Regions from separate parts of the Mus musculus genome. Here region 2 is linked to region 1. The links are chromatin contacts, called in public Hi-C maps. All regions are on one chromosome and are shown on one strand. The core of a region is the stretch at or near the end of the contact, and the rest is flanking DNA. Distances in the headings are between cores, read along the strand shown.

The links. A called contact is a pair of places that touch in the nucleus more often than the background predicts.
Region 2: a Hi-C map of the N1E-115 cell line shows a contact between it and region 1, with 5 times the contacts expected there. The contact joins two enhancer-like sites. A contact is called at or near these places in 17 of 484 Hi-C or Micro-C datasets (the BV-2 cell line, the G1E-ER4 cell line, the HPC-7 cell line and 10 more), 1 of 115 datasets of contacts at active chromatin or transcription factors (embryonic stem cells) and 2 of 9 other capture datasets (liver and pancreatic islet).

What each region holds. Positions count from the first base shown.
Region 1 is chr10:61,877,270-61,882,231 of GRCm38.p6, reverse strand. All of the region lies in intron 18 of Col13a1 (collagen, type XIII, alpha 1), which reads left to right. Among named protein-coding and RNA genes, the nearest start is that of Gm40674, 35 kb to the right of the region's middle. Within about 2 kb of position 2,596, at least 13 of the 459 cell types and tissues checked have an H3K27ac peak or open chromatin away from gene starts, as enhancers often do. A contact at or near this core is called in the N1E-115 cell line, where this site is marked.
Region 2 is chr10:61,951,838-61,956,799 of GRCm38.p6, reverse strand. The region is part of intron 2 of Col13a1 (collagen, type XIII, alpha 1); the gene reads left to right. Among named protein-coding and RNA genes, the nearest start is that of Gm51766, 13 kb to the right of the region's middle. Within about 2 kb of position 2,864, at least 10 of the 459 cell types and tissues checked have an H3K27ac peak or open chromatin away from gene starts, as enhancers often do. A contact at or near this core is called in the N1E-115 cell line, where this site is marked.

The DNA.
Region 1 (4,962 bases), core at 1,347-3,846:
TGCTGAGCCCCTTACCCCTCCTCTCTTTGCTAGGCTACGCCTCTCTTTGCTAGGCCACGCCTCTCTGCCCCTCTCCAGAAGTCTCTTCTCATAGTTTCTAATAGCCAAGGCCATAGCCTCCCCTTCTACCTCTCAGGGCCTTCACCCCTCCCAACAACCTCCCTGGTAGCTTCAGTACCCCACATCTATGCCTCTCCCCCTCTTCCCCTCGTCCTATCACCGACCCCTCAGTGCACCCTAGCCCACTAGCAGAGGGGTCCCCCAAAAGGGGACAGACACATGCTTCCTTCACAGTCCTGACGTCAGACGCTTGTCACTCATTTACCCAAAGTCAAGCGAGCACAGCCATGCTTCATGTCTTAGTTTAGCCAGCATGCAATGGTACCCGTCTCACTCCATCCTTAATGCAACCAGGGCAGAGAGACCATTAGCACTTCACCTAAAGTTGCACAGATGGTGAGGGAGGTCTCATCAACCTGTATTAATTTGGAGGAGGAATGGACATGGGTGCATGTTTCCCACCCACCCCGGGTGGAAGGGGGGACGACCAGTGATGGTCACACTGAGGTGAGACAGCTATGTAGCCGCCCCATCGTGGTCACAGTAAAAGGTGGAGGGGGCAGGCATCCTCAGTGTAGCAGGTGGACCTGCCACATGAGCTTCTCTTGCTCTGTCTCCCGGGCGTGGCACACGAGGTGGAGTTTAATTTCTCAGCCTATGAAGTCCGAGAAGGAGACACTCCCTCCATCACCCCCACTCGCTGGATCTAGTGTCCACTTAGCCAGGCCAGCCAGTCGTCTGGCTTGTCTATTGGCTCCTCGAGCTCAAAACCCAGGGTGGTTAGCACCTTTGTGCATCCCGAACACCTGCCCAGGGACCAACCCTCCTGCCTAGACTTTCCATGTATTTATATACCTGTGTGGTACCTGCTTAACCCAGGTTTATGGCGAACATCTACCTTAACTATACTGTACAATGCAAAACATTGTCTCAAACACCACAAATCACAACTTTGGGTCTCCTTCAGTTCATTGTGGGTGGACAAACCTGATGGGAGGGAGAATCCTAGTGCACCAGAGTTAGTATCTGCAGAGGTTTTTTTGTTTTTGTAGAGGACCACAACCTATGACACACATTCTGAAGGAGCCAGAGTTTTGTGGAATGAGGAGCAACATTGTTTTGTTTTGTTTACGATGTTCAGTTTCCTTTAATGACCCCCATCTCCCTTGAAGGGCAGGTGCAGGCAGCTAGGCTACTTGCAAGATGAGTTCACTCAAAGGTCTTGCCTTGATTGACAGTTTTGCCCACGTGCTGGAAGGCCCCCCTCCCAGGAAAAGTACTCTCGAACCAGGATCCAGTTTCTGCTGTGTATACGACTCATAGTCCATGAACCTCCTACAAGCCGGAACAGGGTACCAGACAACTCCACAGGCATCCCCTTAGGCCCCGCCCCCTTTTCTGAGCCCAGGCTTACCTTAAACACGTTTGGTAGTTGAGGATGGCTTTGAACAGCTGCTCCTTCTGACTTCCCAAGTGCTGGGATTAGAGCGGTGCACCCCCACACCCAGGTTATGTGGTGCCAGGGGTTGAACCTAGCATTGTATTGTCTTCTGGTCAAGTCCCCCTCAGAAAGGTTTTTTGTGTTTTGTTTTTTTCTAGCAAAGTGTGGATCTCAAGTTTGTCTCCCCTAGCCCAGAGTTGGGAGGTGGTTACACCTGCTCTGTCTGACTCCAAAGCCTTGCAGGTCAGAGAATGTAGGTGCACAGGTAACTCATTTAGATGAATTGAGAGCATACTTTGCCCAGTGGAGTGGCCCTCGATAGCTGAGCAGGTGCTTGCTTCTAAAACAGCCTATCTCGGACCTTAGCTACTCCTGACAGATCCCTGTGACCCCCTGGCTCACAGAGGGTCCAAGTGACCCAACTTCCCTGTGTCATTTCCAAGCAACAGGAGGCACTCAGGATTTTCTGTCGATGTTGGGAAGTCCCAGTGAGGACATTCAGACCCCTGAAAAGGATGCAGATAAGACCAGGGAGACAAGAGCCCCAGATCTGTGGCCTGGGGGGTGGGGGGAAGGACTGGCCCGACCCCAGCCCCCACCCCGTGACCTCTGGGCTCTGCTCTGCCCTCCAGAGACCACAGACTAATGAGAACTGACTTCTTCCTTGAGCCTGAGTACATATCAACAGATCTCAAATTTCGATTACAAGCCAGCCGTCCTTCCAAAGCCCCAAGCCTTCAGTGGGGCACCGGACCCAGGAATTCCCTGGATCACTTCCTGCCAGCCCTAATTACCGGAGGACCTAGGATTTCCAGGGTTCCGGTCCTTGCTTCTGGGCAGGGAAGCAGGAACTCACTCTCCTTTTTCCAGGAAGGACAGACCAAGAGCTCTTGCCTGGGACAAAATGTTGTGTCTCCTATCCTTGTCCCTCTAGCTCCCCCAACCCAGAGTAGAACTTCCCAGCCCTCTCAGACACTCTGCCAGGCAATCTCCCACCCCCTGCAGAGAACAAAGATGGTGTTTCACTGACCCCTTGTAGTAGAGCCCTGGCCTCAAGTCAGGGAAACCCATTCATCTCCACAGCCTGCCGGGGGCCCTTTACTTGGCTGCGGAGCTGACATGGAAGCCCCACCCCTACTCCTTCCAGACAGACCTCTTGCCAAGTCCCTGTGCAGCTTGTTCAACAAACAGTAAATCACCAATTAGGAGGCCACACCTACCGGCCAAGCTTGTGCCATCCTGTCATCTCTAGAAAGGCTGAGTCCTCCCACTAAGAAACTTCAAAGGACACGGGACCTGTTGATATTGGGAGTAGGGACACATGAAGGGGCTCTAGGAGCTGGGACAGGCCTTCAAGTTCATTTAGTACAGCCCCTTCCACCCATTTGTCTCCTGAGCCACAGTGACAGCAGTGTCCCCCCTCCTCCCACCCCCTCCCCACCACAGAAGGTTTCTGTTCATTGTTTCTTGTCACTTGTGTTAAAGAGCCAGTATCTTCCCCAAAGGTGTCTGACTGCCTGGGAGTCACGTCTTGTGCCCTCATATGCTGGACAGAGGGGCTATGACCCTTTGGGATACTTGGAGCACCCACTTGCCCAGCCACAAGGTGGTCCAGAGGAGCTGTGGAGAGCCCTTCCCCTCACCTGAGCCTCTAGTATCCCCACTGGGAAGGCAGAGGCAGACAGGGATCAGAGCCACTCTGGTACGCTTGGATAGGTGAGAGATCCAAGCCACAAAGCAAAGCATGGTACCCAGCCATCAGGCCAAACTGAGCACAGGTCCACCTGCGCCTTTGGAACTGAAAACCTAGAGAGGGCAATAGAAGGGAAGGCCCTAGATCTCACAGAGGCACACCACAGCTTCCATGTGTTGCCTTCCTTCATTCATGGCCACACCAGCCCCTGTTCCAACTTCTGAGATAGTGTCTTGGGTCCTGAAGGGTACCTCACCTCCATCCACAAAGCAGTGCTCTCTGGTCTATCCAGAGGTCAAGGCAGGGCAAGCCCCTAGGCTGGAACTGAGTAGTGAGGCTAATGAGAGTGGAGAGAGCCTTGGTGTGGGGTCAGCCAGGCGCCCCTGCTTCCTACCCAGCAAAAGGCCAGGAGGGCAGCAAGCCCTGAGGCCCTGAGGCCAAGATCAACCGAGGGGGATGGGGGCAGGAGTAGGGGAGATCGGCCATCCTATGGAGGACTCCTCCTAGGCTTCTGTGTTTCACCTAAGGCTAAGACTCCCCAAAGAGAGCCCTTTATCTGGAACTATGGGCCGAGCATCTCCACTCCAGTTCTGGCTCGTCTGCCTCCCGAGAACCATGCAGGGGGCGGGGGGAGGACCAGGGGGTACAGAATAGATCTAGGCTGAGCTCACTCTGCAGCACGGACTCAGAGAGGAAAACAGTCACCCTGACACCTAGCCCGGCTCCACACGGGGGAGATAGAAGGGAGTTCAGAGACCTTGCAGAAAGCTAAGGAACCAACAAAAACCAGAAGGGAAGAGAGACAAACCGAAGCCTCTGAATAGCCAGGACCTCCCAAGGTAACTTCCTTCCAGCATCCCTGCACATACCAGGGGACCCTGTCTAGGGACTTCTAGCTGGGTCAGCATTGTGGAGTCCAGGGGACTGTTATCAGGGGACCTGCTCCTCTAGAGATGCGTGCCACCTAGGACCCTGAGGGGACTTTTTTAACACCACTGTGGCCAAGATGGCGAAGTTCAGAGTAGGTCCTCCTGCGCCCTCTGCTGGCCACAGAGCAGACCTGCCTGTGCTGGCTGGACCCCTCAGACACCCTGAGCCGGCCAGGGTGGAAGAGGATATATTTGGTGTCTGGACATAACGATGAGGCCTTCTGTAGAACTCAAGCACTTGGCTCTAGGAGGGTGAGCGTGCAATGTCTGTCAGAGACAGGTGTGAGTGTGTCTACAGATGCTGAGTGCAAAGTGGCTAAGGCAGGAGGATCACGATCCTGTCTGGGCTACAGAGTGAGCCTGCATGGCTTAGTGAGACCCTGTCTCAGAATTAAAAGTCTAACTCAAGAGTAAAACAATTGCCTAGCATGCATGAAGGCCTGGGTTCCATCACTAGGGGTTCAGGATACAAAGTGGTCTCTGCTGGGTGGGGGATCCAGCACCGGGACATGGGGACAGTAAAGCGGCTCATGGAGGTATAACTATGGCTTTGCACTGAGGAAGAGCAGAGAGCCATGAAGTAGCTGGCATGTTTAAGAACACAGTGGTTTATCTGCACCCAGGACCTAGGATGGAGGCAGACTTCAGAGCCCAGCATCCCTGAGTCTTTTATCTATGGGCAGCAGAGACTGAAGTTGGGAGCCTCATTATCTCGCCAATGTGCTGGGAGACGAGACACGGAGACTCCAGTGGGGAGGGCCAAGCATGGAGGAAGAGGGTGGGAGTCGCTCCAGCCTTTGTCTGGAGAAGGGAGGGCAGAGCGGTCCTCTGAGATAGCA
Region 2 (4,962 bases), core at 1,615-4,114, 74 kb before region 1:
CACACTGGGTAGCGGGGAGGATCCTGAGAACAGATATACGTTACCGTGGGATTTCCTAGACCACTTGAAGCCAGTACAAAGACCAGGGAAATTCATACATTCTCTGTCCCTGTTCTTACTAACAAATGAGGAACGGGACAATATAGCCTCCGCTGGCAAGGAAATAGGTCCTTCAGGAGTGTTGTTGGAGTGTCGACGTGCTGGGGCTGGGTGCGGCTGGAGACAGGAGTGTGACTGTGGGACCCATCTCTTCTGCCTAAGACAGGTCTCAGCGGACTGGGAGGCTGAGGCTGTGAATATCAGTCTGGAAGGTTTGGGCAGCAACAGTGGGAATGCCGGGTGATGTAATCCACGTCAGCCCCAGCTCGCAGGCGCATGCTTAGAAGAGGGTTGGAAGGGGAGAGGAAAAGGTTCTTTGGCCAGGCCAGTGGATGGGGCCACAGCCACCACCGTGCACGCGCGGTTCAGACATTCTGTGAGGAGCACTATGAAGTACCCAAGAGCCCCGAGAGGCCTGGAACACAAGGCAAATGTCACCTAGGAGGTGACCTTCACAGTTTTACCATACAGAACAAACGAAGCAAGATAGAGGGTACACGCAGTAAGACTACAGGTTCCTCTGCCGCCATGACCAAAGTTTAAGTAAAAGGAGTTCTAGGGTAAATATCTTTTACTGAGTCTGTCACAGGAGTGTGGTGCAGGGCAGGGAGGTGGCTCAGCTGCCTGTGCCCTGTAACTTCTTCTCTGACGTCTGGCAGGTTCTTAGGCTTTCACCAGCAAAAAAGGAGAGGGGATGAGCAGGGAGTGGATGGTCAGAACTTGAGGAAGAGCCAAACTCCAGTCCTGTTCACCTACCTCTGGCAAGACTGTAGTAATTAATAGGATGGCACAGAAAGCCAGCCAGACTTGTGCTGGCCAGTTTATGGACAGACAAACCTTTTAAACATCATAGTACATACCTGTAATAATGTCAGTACTGGAGAGATACAAGTAGGAGCATCAGGGGTTCAAGGTAGGCCTCAGCTAAATGGCAAGTTCAAGACCAGTCCCCATCTCAAAAAGGCAATAAGTAAGTCTGTATTTCCATGAAGGTTGGAGAAACAACATTGAAACCCCACCAACAGATCACAGGATGTCATGTTTGTTCTGGGTATGCCCAGAACAAAAGATTCGAGGAAAGAGGAGATGGGTACATCTGGAGTTGACCAGCAGTTTAAGGAACTTGGAGCCCTGAGTGGTAACAGGAAACAGGTGGGCAGGGATCCTGGTGGAATGAGATGTCAGAACTGCAGAGAGCCAGGCTTTGTCAGATACTGTGTATGTTGGGAGTGATTGACCCCCAGGCTTTGTCAGATTCCGTGTATGTTGGGAGTTATTGACAGCCAGACATTGTCAGATACTGTGTATGTTGGGAGTGATTGACAGCCAGGCTTTGTCAGATACTGTGTATGTTGGGAGTGATTGACAGCTTGTTACTCACTTTCCTCCTCTGATGGGACAGAAGCAGCTTACGGTTCAGGATGACACAGCTCCTCGGGGTGGGGGAAGCATGGCAGCTGAAGAGGTTTGGTGGCAGCAGGAATGGGAGTGGCTACCTGTTCACATGGCATTAGCCAAAACACAGAGAGATCAGAAATATCCAAGTGGGCTATAATTCCCAAGGCCCACTACCTACTAAATCACTTCTTTTAGATAGGTCCACCTCCTAAAGGTTCTACAACCTTGCCCAAGCATCATCGTCTGCTGGGGACCAAGTGTTCTAACACTGGGCACATGTCATATCCATACTAGAGTAACTGGTAATGACTACCTGGAGCCCAGTGCTGGGTCATCTTGCATCCAGAGTAGCAGAACATGTGGTAATCACCTAATAATGTCTGCTGAGCAAAAGGTGTGGAAATCGCTTAATAATGTCTGCTATGGTTGCAGAAATGGTGAGCAGCTGGATCTCACACTCAGGCTGTGCTTCCCCACAGAGCATGAATGTAGCATCAGGGAAGGTTTAGGGAGGAAGGATGTGGTCCAGTCCAATGTGTACTTCAGAACAATGAGTTGTTGTGCTGTGGATGAAGCCTCCAAGGCAGGAACAGCCCCTTCCAGCACCAATACTTGTGATCCTAGGAATAGGACTTTTGTTTTCTCATGACCCCTTATTCGTGCCTGGCTCAGAACAGTGCCTCCCTACACCCTCAATCCTCAGCCTTGGTTATTTTCCATGGGTGGTGACAGCTGCTGCCACACATCCTAAACCTTTTCTTTGGCCAGCCCTGCCCTATTTTTCCCAACAGGCAACATGGGTAGAGCCAGTGGCCAGGGCTTTCGTCTCAGCTAGGTTCCTGTCACTACCTCTAAGTGGCAGCAGAGCAAATCCAAAGCCAAGGGCCCTTGCTTTGAGGCCCTTATTTCAGTTTTAGCTTAACCAAGAAATGGGAGACTCGAGACCAGGGGGTCCCTTGGCACGATTGCAAAAGAGGATTATTGTGGAGTGTATTGTAGGTTATACCAGAGAGATCATTCCAACTAGAGGGTTGCTGTCTTCCAGAAGCTCCAAAACTCGGTTGAACCTGCAAATAACTGCCAGGTTACTTCTGAGTCATCTTAGGCCATAAAGCAATTCCCCATGCTCAGCTAGTATGGAACACTATATTACACACTTGCTGATGCCATTGATAGTCAAACTTGCCCTGCTTCTGCCACAGCCCAAAGGTCATGGTTCCCCTGTGCTCACAACCCGGTGCCACGCCTACTTTCTCTCTCTAGCCTGAGCTCTGCCAGCCTCCCGCTGTTCTTCTGTTCTATCAGTAAACCTGGGCCAGAACTGCTGGACCCTGCATCTCTCCTGCATCACCCGCCCTGCCTGCCCCCTTCTGCTTCTGTTCTCATCTTCTCCCTGCTGAGCTCTTCAGTCTTCCCATCCTGCAGTGTCACCCCTCCGGCACCTTCCATCTATTACCTCCCACCTCAGCCATGTCCCCACTCCTGCTATGTGATCATATTGAGTACCTGGTACATGCTCAGTGTGTAATCCATGCGTCTCTAATACGAATCAAGTCACAAACAGACTCAGGCTCACACCTGCTGTGGTTTCTCGTAGGCTGTAGTCACTGGCTCCTTTGCTATCTGACATGGGTGCTATAGATGCTTGAGAGCAATCTCAACATGGGCATGATAAAGTGGGAGCCCCTTTGGTGGGTTCCCAGCCCGGGAGATGCTCTGCCAGTCAATTGTGCTGGCAGCCTCCTCAGCACTTCACGGCCATGCCTCATAGGCCTCTCTTCTACTGGGGATACACAGCTCCAGCCAGCATCTTCCCCCACATCAGACCTCCCCAAAATTCTGCAGGTTACCCAGTACCTAAGCAGGTTTTAAAAACTGTATGTGTGTGCATGCACACCCACATGCACACATACATGCACAGGAATGCACATGCCATGATGTGGAAGTCACAGGACAATTTGCAGAGATCAGTTCTCTCCTTCCACCACGTGGGTCTCGGGGTTCCAGACTTGGGTCAACTTGAGCCATCTTACTGGGTATAGGAGGGCTCTTAGAGTCCATCTTTCCCTCACATCTCATCAGTCACAAGTGTCACTGAAGGGTGGCCTGGTGACCCAGGGCTAGAACTCTGTAGCCCTGGCACTCAGCAGGGTGGGATTGCTGCAAATTGGAGACCATCCCAGGCTGATGGTGAGTTCCAAGCTACTGAGTGACAGTACCTCAAAGAAAAGAGAACTGTTGGTTCCACTGTTGATCTTTCCCTATCCATAAGCACTGTTTTGTCCAGACTGCCACTGTGTGCCACCTCCACCACTTCACACAGAAGCCAGGTGGTGTTTTTAAAGTTAACGCACAGCTCTCGCTAACCCAGCACTTCAGCATCCCACGTGACCCTTAGGATAGAGACAAAAATCCGCAGTACCCTTTACCCTTATCCTTCATGTATTCAAAGCAGGCCCTCTGGGGACATTTGTATTGCTGGAGCCCTGGCCACCTGGACCAGGGATGCTGGGCCTCAAAGATGACCAGCCCAGAAAGCAAGTGCAAAGTTAAGATGTTTCTTTGTCAGTCCCAGCCCTTTGGGCCGAGGAGGCTGGGGTTTTAGTGCGGAAAGGGCTCTGTACTACAGAAGCCCTTGAGCAGCATCTCCTGCCCCGCTCATAGAAAGGCAGGCCAGCGCGGGAGAGCCCCAGCAGCCCACAGCCGTCGAGTGGCCAGATGCTGCCTAGCTGCAAGAGTGCAGTGTCTGCTCTTTCCTCCCCTGCTCTTGGCCTGTTTTAGGGCCCCTGGGGGAATCCTCTGAGGCTCATTTCTTCGCCATTTCCTCCTGAAAGCCTTTCCAGATTCCCAAAACGATGCTGATAGTGTGTTTCTCCTCGATCAGTTCTGATAACGTCCACCCCGGTGGTCGAAGAGATTTGTAAGGAAATAAAAATGAGGAACTAGAAAGTTCCAGGGGTGGGGTGGGAGGGATGCAGAAAGCTTGCTCCAGACCCCGAAGGCCTCAGGTAGATTTTTGTCTCTGGACCTTGGTGCGCACGTGTGTGCATTTATGAAGAATGGATGATGGTGAACCCTAACTTGTCAGCATTTGGTGGATGGAAGGCTTCCCTGGCAGAGTAGCTCCCCCCCCCCCCCCCCCAGATACAGCCTGGAGAAGTACGCATGCTTATGACAATTGCTCTCCATCAAGTCACTGCAGAGAAAAATGTGCATGAATGGGAGAGGAAAGGCTGGCTAGGCAGCACTGGGACTGCAGCAAGGTAAAGGACAGGAGAGAGGGCAGCTATGATGTGACAGGAGAGTGTCCGGAGATGTCACAGAGCATTACAGTATAACATTGGCATCAAAAAGCTGCCATCTACAGGGAGCATGAGTCGGCTGGACCTAGATCTGATCCATTCCAGGGATGGATCTATGATACGATAGAAAATCAATGGCAGGAGGAGGATTTACAATACTAGG